2 separate regions of the Mus musculus genome follow, and region 1 is linked to region 2. Evidence: chromatin contacts called from public promoter capture Hi-C data. All regions are on one chromosome and are shown on one strand. Each heading gives the region's core, a stretch centred on a gene start, on an enhancer-like site or on the middle of the called end of the contact. The rest is flanking DNA. Distances are from core to core; before and after follow the strand shown. Region 1 overlaps Clstn2 (calsyntenin 2). Region 2 overlaps Clstn2 (calsyntenin 2).

Evidence for each region. Promoter capture Hi-C pulls out the DNA fragments that hold promoters and counts their contacts.
Region 1: a promoter capture Hi-C map of hippocampal neurons shows a contact between it and region 2, with 3 times the contacts expected there. The contact joins two enhancer-like sites. A contact is called at or near these places in 2 of 39 promoter capture datasets (hippocampal neurons and liver) and 2 of 484 Hi-C or Micro-C datasets (cerebral cortex and muscle stem cells).

Annotation. Positions count from the first base shown.
Region 1 is chr9:97,765,105-97,770,739 of GRCm38.p6, reverse strand. The region is part of intron 2 of Clstn2 (calsyntenin 2); the gene reads left to right. Among named protein-coding and RNA genes, the nearest start is that of 4921534H16Rik, 240 kb to the left of the region's middle. Within about 2 kb of position 3,354, at least 4 of the 459 cell types and tissues checked have an H3K27ac peak or open chromatin away from gene starts, as enhancers often do. A contact at or near this core is called in hippocampal neurons, where this site is marked.
Region 2 is chr9:97,448,140-97,453,375 of GRCm38.p6, reverse strand. The region is part of intron 17 of Clstn2 (calsyntenin 2); the gene reads left to right. Among named protein-coding and RNA genes, the nearest start is that of Gm25607, 11 kb to the right of the region's middle. Within about 2 kb of position 3,540, at least 9 of the 459 cell types and tissues checked have an H3K27ac peak or open chromatin away from gene starts, as enhancers often do. A contact at or near this core is called in hippocampal neurons, where this site is marked.

The sequences.
Region 1 (5,635 bases), core at 2,105-4,604, 320 kb before region 2:
CACAGTCAGACACACACACACTCACACACACACACATACACTCACACACACACGGTGGGGGCATAAACACATGTTCCATGTGCACCCATGGGGACACATACATACATGCACAACAAATGCCTTTTTTAAAAAGGCGAAACACGTGTATCTAAAGCTCTGGCTGTATGGTGAATGTTCAGTGGTTGTATTAGCTGGAAACAAGAAGTGAAGGGAAATCACCATGTTGTGTGTTCTGTGGGGAGCTGTGGGTAGGAGTCCTGTTGGGAATGTTGTAACTGAGGCCAGAGGTCAGCTTCTGATAGCAGTAAGGCCAATGGGAGAATGAGCACCATTGCCACGTGGGGGAGCATCCTACCTGATCATCTTACCTAAGCATCCTACCTGAGCACCATATGCTACCTCTGCATAGCCATCCTCCTTAGATGCTCTCAATCACAAGTCTGGGTTCCCAGGGAGCCTGTCTCCCAATGAGCACTGCCTTCTATGAACCCAAGGTGACTGGGCACCTACCATGCTGGCTATCATGCCTGGAGCTAGAGGCCACAGGTTAGTTAGAGTGGGCTCTTTCCCTAAGGAGCAGCCTGATCCATGCAAACAGCCAGGCTCCCAGAGCTACAAATAACACAGGAGCATGCATTGTATTTCTGGGGCCTGGGAGCTCCATCTTCTCTCATCTGTGGAGAAAAATATAGCAGACACAGCATAGGAGTAAGGATTTTATCATAGATGTAACCTTGAATCCAGTCTTATTAAAACAAAATAAAAAAAAAGATACAATTTGTAACTTCAGAGGCTTTGCTTTTATTAGTAACAAATTTCTGCCTGTGGAAATTCTGCCGCTGAGGTGCAGAGCTGCAAACAACTCCAAATTAGTCTGTTCGCAGAAGCAGGGGTGGGGGAGTATTATCAGGTAATGGAATCAGGGGACTGAGACAGTCAAAGGAGGGGCTGCTGAGTAGGTTTCTCCTTGCCTCTGCAGGCAGGCACAGGGCATGAGAAGGGCTCCTCCAGCAGGTGAGGCTAGCTCTGCAGAGTCCCTGAGCTATATAGTCTCCTGGCTCCTGGGCAGAGGCCAGAATAAGGCAGGAAGGGCTAAGGAGAGACAAGGCAGGGGATTAGCAGCATGATTTTAAAGAGACTGTGAAGGAGTCAGCCCCAGCCCACGGGAAATGAGTTAGACCTGCCGAAGGAGGGCCTGACCTGCTTCATACCCTTCTTCTCTTATCAAATGTGAAGACACCTGACATGTGCAAAGCAAACAGGGCTCTTTAGAACAGACGAGGCTCCCGGAGCCAACTCTTTGGGGCTTCCACTTTTAAATAATGAAGCATCTGATAAATGGGCTGTGGAGCAGAGCAGCAGAGGAGAGAGGCTGGGACCGTGTTCACAATCTAGAAAATTTCCCTTCCTGGGCTTTTGTGCTGCCTAACGTGCCCTGGTTAGAGTAAGTGGCCAGTGCTGATCTGTGGTCTGCGAGCACTGCCCATGGTTAGCGATTATTCAGAAGTCTACATCCACCCTGGTGGTTGAATGGCTTGCGTGGGATCTAGGACACGGTGCTTATACTCTGCCTTTGCCAGGATTCCTATTCTCAGCCTTGGCCTGCCAGGCTCAAGACGAGGATTAGGGAGTGGGAACTGGTTTCCTTCTCCTGTGCCCACCCCCATGCCCACCTCGGTACCTGACTTCCCTTCAGCCTTCCATGACAAGTGGTCACCCTTTGTCCCATTTCCAACTTTTAGGATGCTCGAGTTTTACCTGGTAAACTTTAGAGCTACAAAGAAAAACGTAACATCAGCTGCCCCTCCTTGCCAGGCTTGCTTGGCTCGTGAGAAAGGGTGTTGCAGAAACACCCTGTGGACCTCTGTGGGAAACTTGGCCCTCAAGATGCCAGTTCTTCAGCGTGTGAGAGAAAGGAAGTACAGATAACTCACCCTTCCTCTTCTAACACATTTTCAGTCTTAAAGATACAATTTCAAAGCTGGGAGAGACATTTCTCTGAACTTCATCTTGGGGTATACTTGCTATACTCTGTCTTTCAATGTCTTTAAAGGCAGATTATCATCATCATCATCATCATCATCATCATCATCATCATCATCATCATCATCATGGTGTCTTCCTGGGGAAGTTGTTTAAAAGCCTAATTTGACATTTTGAACACATCTAAGAGAATCAGAAGTTCAGAACACCTGTGGATTGATGTAGGTGGTAATTTTTAAAAATTACCATGTCCTACAAAGAGCAGAGTGGACGGAACGTTCTGAGCTCGGCGCACACCCCGCCATGTTCATGTTGAGCCGCTCACTGACTGTTGCATAGAATACATGCCTTGGAATTGAGATGACGGGACGAACGCAGGCATTGTTGGTGCTCACCGTCATTTCCACTGCGAGCCTGGCTGTCCAGAACAAATTGGTTCCTCGCCACTTAAGAAAGTAATTGCTTTTCTCCCTGCTTTGCCAATTTACTAAACACAATTGCAACCACATTTTAATTCCTATCTTGTTGGTTATTGGGGAGTGTGAACATGGAAGAAACAGTTATGCATTTCTTGTTTGGTAAGCTTCCTATCTGCTATGCTGACTATCAAAGTGATGATTCTTCTCTATTAAAATATAAAAAGGTCTAGCTCAAACTTTCTCGTTTTAATCATAACCCTGCCAGGTTTTGCCCTTTCATATTTTGACAACATAATTATTCCTCTTTGTGCTTTTAATTTTTGTTACAAGTGCTTACTCGTTGGCACACATGCACATGTGCCAGTGTGCAGATGGGAGAGCTGAAGACAACTTGTGGGAACTGTTCTCTCCTTTCGACATTTTGGTCCTGGGGCTTGAACTCAGGTCTTTTGGCTTGGTGGCAAGCATCTTTACCTATTGAGACAACTTTCGGGCCCTTGGGCTTTTACTTTTTATTAGGTTGCATGGGATATAAAATTTGAGCTGTATTGCATAAATCCATTTATGTTTTCTTTCAAGACTAGTTTTTTTTCTATTCTCCCTATTATTTTTACTCTAAGTGAAAGAAACCTTTTTCATTTCAAAATTGCAGATGCTGCTGTAATTTATCTGAGGCTTATGTTAAAAAAAAATTAGTTCTCTAACGTACTGAAATCTGTTTTGATGTAGGACAGGAGATGAAGCTCTGATTTAATTTCTTTGCCAGCCTTTCCACCCCCACCTCTCTCTCTCTCTCTCTCTCATAAAGAGGATTACGCATAGGGTTTTGTACATAATAGACGGGCACTCTGTCACTGATCTAGACCTCCTGGCTTTTCTTTTCTATATAAACAGTTCACTGTCTCTGGCATCGTTTGCAGTAACCTGAAAAGGCACAATGAAGCTTTCTGTGTCTGGGCAAGGATGTCTTTACCCGTTTCCTTTCCTTGAAGTGTAATACAAGGGAGTCTCTTCATCTAACCACTACCGCAGTCTTTTTGTTCTTTATTAGGCAAGGTTTTGTTTACTCTAGCTCTCTTCTACTTTACTGATGTTGCTCCCACAAATAGAGATGATGTTTTGGACCCCTGTGCTCACGGTGCGTTCCAACACTGCACTTGCTACTTTGACATTTTTACCTTCTGCTTCACATAGCCTCCGTTCTCCGGTATCCGTTTTATATTTGTGCTAACAATGTAAAATTTCAGTATGGTGCTGATTTGTGGTTTCCCCACCCCCCTACAATCCTCCTCTCATCGTTTTCTGTCTCACCTTCTGGTGTATTTATATTCTTTCCTGACTTTGAACACAATCCTATGTAAACAAGGATTTACATAGGCCCTATAGTAACTTGCGTAGTTTTCTAGTACATCTCAGGGGGGACTTGGAAAAATGCAACGCTCAACACTCACTGAATGCTGTGACAGCACAGGACGGACTTAGGAAAAAACTATACCTGTGACTGTAAACAGCACTCCCCAGCATGCCATGTCACTTCCTGCAAAGGGACAGCATGTAGAGAGTGTAGCTCTTGGTTGTGCTTTGCTTCTTTGCCACTGGCACAGGACCTTCTGGTCAGCGCCATATTTTTTCTAATGGAAAAAGCTGACACTCCTATATATTTTCATACCCACGTTGTTCTCGGGTGTTTGAAAGCAGGGGATTCCAACTCTACAGAACCAAAGACCAGCCATGTTGTGGTGGTCTTCAGCCAGAGCGAGGGGTCAATACTGATCTAGCTCTGGAGAACATTACTTGGACTGCGCTATTTAGGTTTACCTCGAAAGATAAAATGGTAAGTATTTGGGTGGACATTGCATTTTCACTTCTGGGCTGGAGGAAGACTAGGAATGAACAGACTCTAATCCCTTGCACTTTTAGGTCATCAGAATGGCTTCCTCCAAGCTTTGGCCATTGGTAGATTTTAATTTCTGGTGCATTGTTAAGATATATCCCTTTCCTCTCAATTCTGGAAGTAAGTTACTTTGAGGGTTAGGTTTTCATGCTGTAGGCAGTATAGGTCATTCCCGTGGCTTTGTGTAAACTCCCATGGGTGCCAAGTGAGACTGAACAACCCGTTTCTCGTTAGTCCGTGGAGTCTGTTAGAAGCCAGGCATCTACAATGCTGCCTAACCTGCAACTTGGCACCCAGGACAGTGCCCTCTTGCTTAGGGAATGAGTACCCCCATATACACTGTTCTCTCTGGAAACCAGTGGGTAGGAGGCAAATGGGATGAAAGGGTATGAACTCAGGACAGGATGTAGAAGAAGGCTTGTCAGCAATGGACTTTGAATGTAGTGCTAATTTTATGTTCGTGGTGGACCTTTAATTAATTGAATTCTACCAGTATAGATTTTTAAGGACTTTTATTAGCACAGATAGGATTATAAAGCAAAAGTCATATAGGTATTTGGACATTTAGTCCCTCACTCATTGCTATTGCATACTGGCCCCACAATCTAGGTGCTGGGATATAATAGTGAACAAGGCAGAACCTTCCTTGTCTCTTCCAAGATCCATTCTTTATTGCACACCTGCCACATCACTAACACTCATGTGCATCACTACCTCTGTGTACTATCTAAGAGCAGATGTTGCCACTCTTTCTGTCTCACAAATGAAGTACCGAGATAGAACTTGCTGACTGTGGTAGTAAGAGGCTAGGGACTGACCCTTTGCTAGCCCTTAGCATGCGCCTTCTAATTGCACCATGTCTCATGCCCCATGAGCAGTCAGGGTGTTTATGAGGCTCTGGCTCCTCAAGCAAAGAGGCTGCATTCAATATGTGACAGATGTATTAGTCACTGCACATCTGGTTCCCAAGACACATTTGGAAGTGCTACACATTTTTATGCAGGTGTTTGGTAGCAATGAGCCCAGCCAACCAATATACTTCGCACCCTGGAGGGAAGAGGTGTCCCTGATAGGGTACAGATGCACATGCCTGAAATCTGAAAGCGCTTTTCCGTTTTTCTCATGTAATCTTCAGGGAAGGCATGCATTTGCCTGAGCTGAGCCGACAGGGGCTTCAGGAAACATCAACCCACTCTGTTTCTGTTGCTAAATCCATTGTGGAGAATCATAGAACCCTAAGCAGCCTCAGCACCATGGGTGGGAAAAATTCTTCTCTCTGGATGTTTCCTCTTGGGAGATCCTGGTGGTCTTCATCTATGCAGTGGTTTTGAAGAGGGAG
Region 2 (5,236 bases), core at 2,291-4,790:
TGTTAGTTAGGAAATGTAACTGCTAGGGATTCAAAGTATATGTGTAACAATAACAGCTGCTGCTTTCTTCTTCTCGTAAAAGGAGGATGCTTTGAATAGAGGGCAAATATATCAAAACCTTAATTTCTTGTTCTTTCTTCTTATTTTAATAAGAAAGACTTTTCCATCTCCATTCTAACGTGGGCACTTTGTGAGGAGAATTGTTGCTATAGTAACTGGTGGACAATCTTTTGTGGCCCAGAGAATAGCAGGCAAGAATTAACTCCATTATAAGAGTTCCACAAGGCTTTGAGGACATGTTTGTTTCAAACATCTTGAGCTCCTCTTTGTTCTCAATCTGTATAGGTCATCCCCATCATCCTACTCTGTCCCATGCCCATCCTGAATTGGCTTGGACCAGGTCCACAATTGGTCTCTCATCACATAGCATTCAGATCCAACTGAATGTTGAATCTTCCCTGTGTCATCTAAACAGAGCATTCAGGGAGCGATTATAGCTGATGTCCTCTAGCACTCTGCTCACCCTCCAGGTATCAAGGATCCACACCAGCTCTTTGCAACCTTCTGGCTGGGGAGATCTACCTTATGTTGTTTTTCCATCTCTCAGAGTGTTTTGTGCATACATTCTCTTTCATAAGCCTTTGGATAACACCGTGAAGTGTTTGAGAAATAGATTATTAGGGACATTTTTGTGATAGGTAAACTGAGGCTCAGAGTCAGTATCCTGTTCAGAGTCATTCCAAGGTACAGACTACCCCTCTGCTCCCCACCCATGGTTCTACTTACATTCACATTAACATGTATTTCTGAGCATCTACTATTTGCTAAGCACGCTAGCAGCAGCAATAGGAATGTGATGAAGCAGAATGAGACAGACCTTCCCCCACAGAGGACTCAGGAGTTACTGAAGGGACACAACCAGGCATGGAAATTATACAGGAGACAGGAGGATGAAATATCAGATGCCACTGGAAGAAGAGGAACATATTTACCAACCCGTGCCCTAATTTTTCTCTCTTGGAAGAAATGCAAGATTTTTATATTCACTGAAAGGAAATAGACATCTCTTGTGAACTACCCCAGTCAAATACCCCCTTTTCTGTCAGGCCATTTCTGCACATTTACAAGGGGGAAAATCTACAGAAAGGATTAGGTTTTACAATCCTATTATTTAAATAATAAGACATTCTTCAGTCTAGCATTTAGTAGCTACTGAATTCTCCCAAGATTATGTCCATAAAGGGAACAGTTTGCATGTTTAAAACCAATCCTTTTTGAATGAGATTTTGATTGCAAATATTTAAGTCTAGAGTTTGAGAGCACTTTGCTCTGCTCTGACTTTTCAGTGCTGAGTGGTAGATGGCTGTTCCCATGTCCCCCTGGGCTACCTCTTGTGGCTGCATTCCTCATTCGTGGTTGGGCAAGTTGTTTGGGCTATTAGAATGCCTTTATGGGTTTTTTTTGGGGGGGGTGGGGGTAGAAGAGAGGCAAATGAAAGCTAGGAAGCTTTGGGGGTATGGCAGCCAAGATGTATCAATCAGTTCAGGAGCCATTTGGCAACATAAATTTGCAGGGAAATAGTGGTGACACAAACTAAAGCCTTCCCCTCCTTTCTCACGGCACAAAGTCACTCTGCATGCCAACTCCAAAGCCAAAGCATCTAAGTGATATTCCTGGGACAACAGGCTTTTATTCTGTTCCCAACACTCACTTAACCTTGGTTAAGATCAAGGAAGGAGTGGTTATAAAATAGTGACCTTCAGCAGGTATCCAGGTGAGTGGTAGGTCAAGGCATAGGCCTCCCAACAACTACTCTGACCAGGAATGCAAGGCACTAATCACACTGGCTTTTCCCAGTGTCCAGAGTATGGTATCTTGAAACCAAAGTTCCCAGATGACCTGGACACCATGGGACCCCTAGGAAGAGGTGAGCAACCAAGGAAAGGCAGATTCCGCCCCGAAGAGAATGAACTGACAGGTGTGGCCATAGATTCGTCCATTGCGTTTCTTGCCAAATGGACAACCTGGGTCTGCTCTTCAGAGCTTGAAGATAGGTGGGCTGCGAGTCTCAGGTAACTCAGAAGGTTGGGAGGAGGAGAAGCAGGAGGATGCCAGTGAGTTTCCCCAGTGGAGAAAAGCCATTAAACCCACTGAAGAAGTGTCTCAAGGAATCCTGAGTGTATTCAAGTAGATTTAAGCAAATTCTGTAAGTCTGACTAAGGCCCCAAGTCACACAGGTACAAAGGACTATGATTGCTGTGGCAGAACTTTCTGAGAACTTTATTGAATTAACCATTCATTTTGACCACTCACAGTTTAGACCAAATTTTCTGACCTTAACAAGAGAGTTTGTCTCAAGGGACACCCACCAAGTCTCCATGGAGATAACCACTGTTAGAAAAACAGCGCCCCCTTCCCGTGTACCAGAGATCAGCAAACCATCTATAGAGATCCAGAGAGGAAAGAAAGCCTTAGGGTTGTGCAGGGCCATTTGTTCTCAATGTTACTCTTCTAAACCCTGCCTGGTGCCATGGAAGCAGATTCATACAGTGCCCAAGCAAAGGAACACTCCAGTTAGTCCCGCCATCTACTTTCCAGTAAAACTAATCTATGAGACTGAAGGGAAAAAGGGGCTACTTGAATTCATTGAATTTTCATGTCATAAACTTTTTACTCTCTTATTTCTCATTTTCTACTCAAAACTTAGCCTGCTAGACATCTAGAAAGCTAGCCACTAGGCAGATCCATGTGAGGCTGACTCTCACCCTCAATACATAAAAAGCATCCATCCCTCCCCCATCCCTCTACCCCAAAGAAAACACCCAACAGCTCCCTAGTGGTCATTGCCTTGAATTGAACAGCTGGAAAACTCTGGGTTCTTTCATTAAAGCTCTCTTAGAAGTTCACAGGAGACTGGAGAAAACGCAAAAGAAACCGGTAAATGAGCAACCAAAATCCCACTTGTTATTTCTGAATTGAAGAAATCAGACAAATATTCCTAAGGGTTGGATGCCTAGACCCAGAGACCTGGGTAATCACTGAGCACAGGGGCTTCCTCCTCTGCTGTGGCAAGTGCTAACTCCCCAGGCTAAGCACCTTCCTGGCAGGGCTCAGTCCATAATGATTTCTAAGCAGGAGTGTTCATTATCTGGGACTGATTTTCATTTCAGCCCTGTTCATGTCTTCGCTCTAAAAATGATCCTAAAGACTTGTGGCTGTTCAAATCAATAGCAACACAATCAGCAGAAAGCCCTACCCAGCAACACTTCAAAATTAACAGCCTCCTTGCCTCTATGACTCAATATTAGCTGCAAAGAAAAGAGTGCTTTTTCTTAATCATCTCCCCATTTAAATTAACCAGATAGGCTTTGCAAAAAAAAGTGAGCGAATAAGTCTAACTCTTTAGAAAAGTGGGTGATGTTCACGGAACATATGGCCTCTGGAGGATCCCCAAAGCCTCCTGCAATATGCTCAGCCAGGTTCCAATGTTGCAGGCTTCTCTATCTGTGCCAGACATTTATCGAGGCTGACAAGCCAAAGCCCTTGGCACGGTTTAATTTTCATGTCACCACGTTCCGTTGTCCAGCTGGAGGCAAAGGGAATGAGCAGTGTAAGTTTCCAAGTCAACTCCAGGACCTTCACTTGCCTGTCTTTATTTGTTTTACTTTATACGTTTACCCTGTATTAGCTCCCTTCTGACACTGGTTGGAAAGGGGAAGCTGGTGTTTTCCGGGAGCTACAAATTAGGAGCTAAGCTTGACTTTGTCCCATGGTAACAAAGAGAGACAGAAGTTATCTCCATGAGCATGCCAGAGAGCGATTGCATTGAGTCACTAGGCAGATGGAAGTCTCTGTTTGCACCTATGTTCCATAAATTCAGCAAGTCCTCACCAAGCACCCGTGTGTGCTTGATTCTAAGCCAAGGAACAGGAGAGAGAGGATGAACTAGAGAGAAGCCTCCTCCGCTCTTGTAGTGTCAGAGGGTTCCACACGCAGGACTGCCGGGGGGAAAGTTTAAGATGCAGTCATCTAGTTTAAGTCAGATGGTAGGGATGATCCTAGGGATGCTGAAGGGCCTCCATGAGCAGAGAGAGCTCCAGGAAAGTGAGCAACATGCTCCGAAATTCTCCTTCGTTATCATGGCTCGGGTCATGTGTAGAGGAAAGCCTTTCCCTTTATAGAGAAATAATTTGGCTGATGGCTGAGAGTTGGTGAAGCTGAGATGGAGGTAGTCCTCAAATAGAAGCAGTAGGCAGGCAGACCAGGAAAATTATGAACAGTGGTTTAAATGGGTTCAAGAGGCTTACAGCCCCCCTGATGGCTGAGAGTTGGTGAAGCTAAGACAGAGGTAGTCCTCAAAAAGAAGGAGTAGGTAAGTAGACCAGGAAAATTATGAACAGTGCTTTAAGTGGGTCCAGGGGGCTTCCAGCCAAAGCCCAGGGTCTGGCCCGCCTGATGCAAGGTTCACACATGAAGGACTGAGCTCTGGCTGGGTGATCCGCAGGGCAGCTGCAGCCGCAGTCTCAGCAGCACTCCGGAAACTAGTAAGGCACACTCTACAAGTGAGGCTTCAGCAAGCTGCACTCTGAGAACAAAGCTTAGGAAGGCCAGGGTTTCAGCGCTGTCTCTGTGGAGGCCAGCCTGTGCTGGCACTTGGAGGAGGGAGAATGGCAAATGCCGTCACAATTCAGACACTAAGTTAGATGGGTAATGGACTGCTTCTCTTGGAAGGACAGTATCCCGTGTTGCTAAAAGTAGGAGAAAGAGAAAAAGGAAAAGAAAAGTCAAAGCTGCAGCTTCATCTACAGTGGGAATCTCATTCCTATAGTCCATATAGGTACTGGGTTCCCACCATTTTCCCTTCCTGACGTATGGCATAAGATCTATGTTGTAAGCACCATAAGCCTTCAGCTGGAACTTCTTGTATTTTGTCAGTCATTGTGCCTATGACCTAAGTCAAGTCTCATACTAGGATCTCAAGGTCAAGGTCAAGGTCAGAGGGCAGGGCATAGAAGAGGAACCGATAGAACATAAGCCAGGAGAACCAGTCATAGTGAGGTTCTACAAACCCAGCCCCCCACCCCGGGTTTTGCTCAGAAACATGTCACCCCTGACAGCCTCTTTTCACTGAGCCCCCTAAGTTCTCCAAAGGGACCCTGAGGCCAGCTCAGAGACCACGTTGAGAATACACATCTCTATGAAATTAGAGTCTACCTTTTTATAGCAGAATAAAATG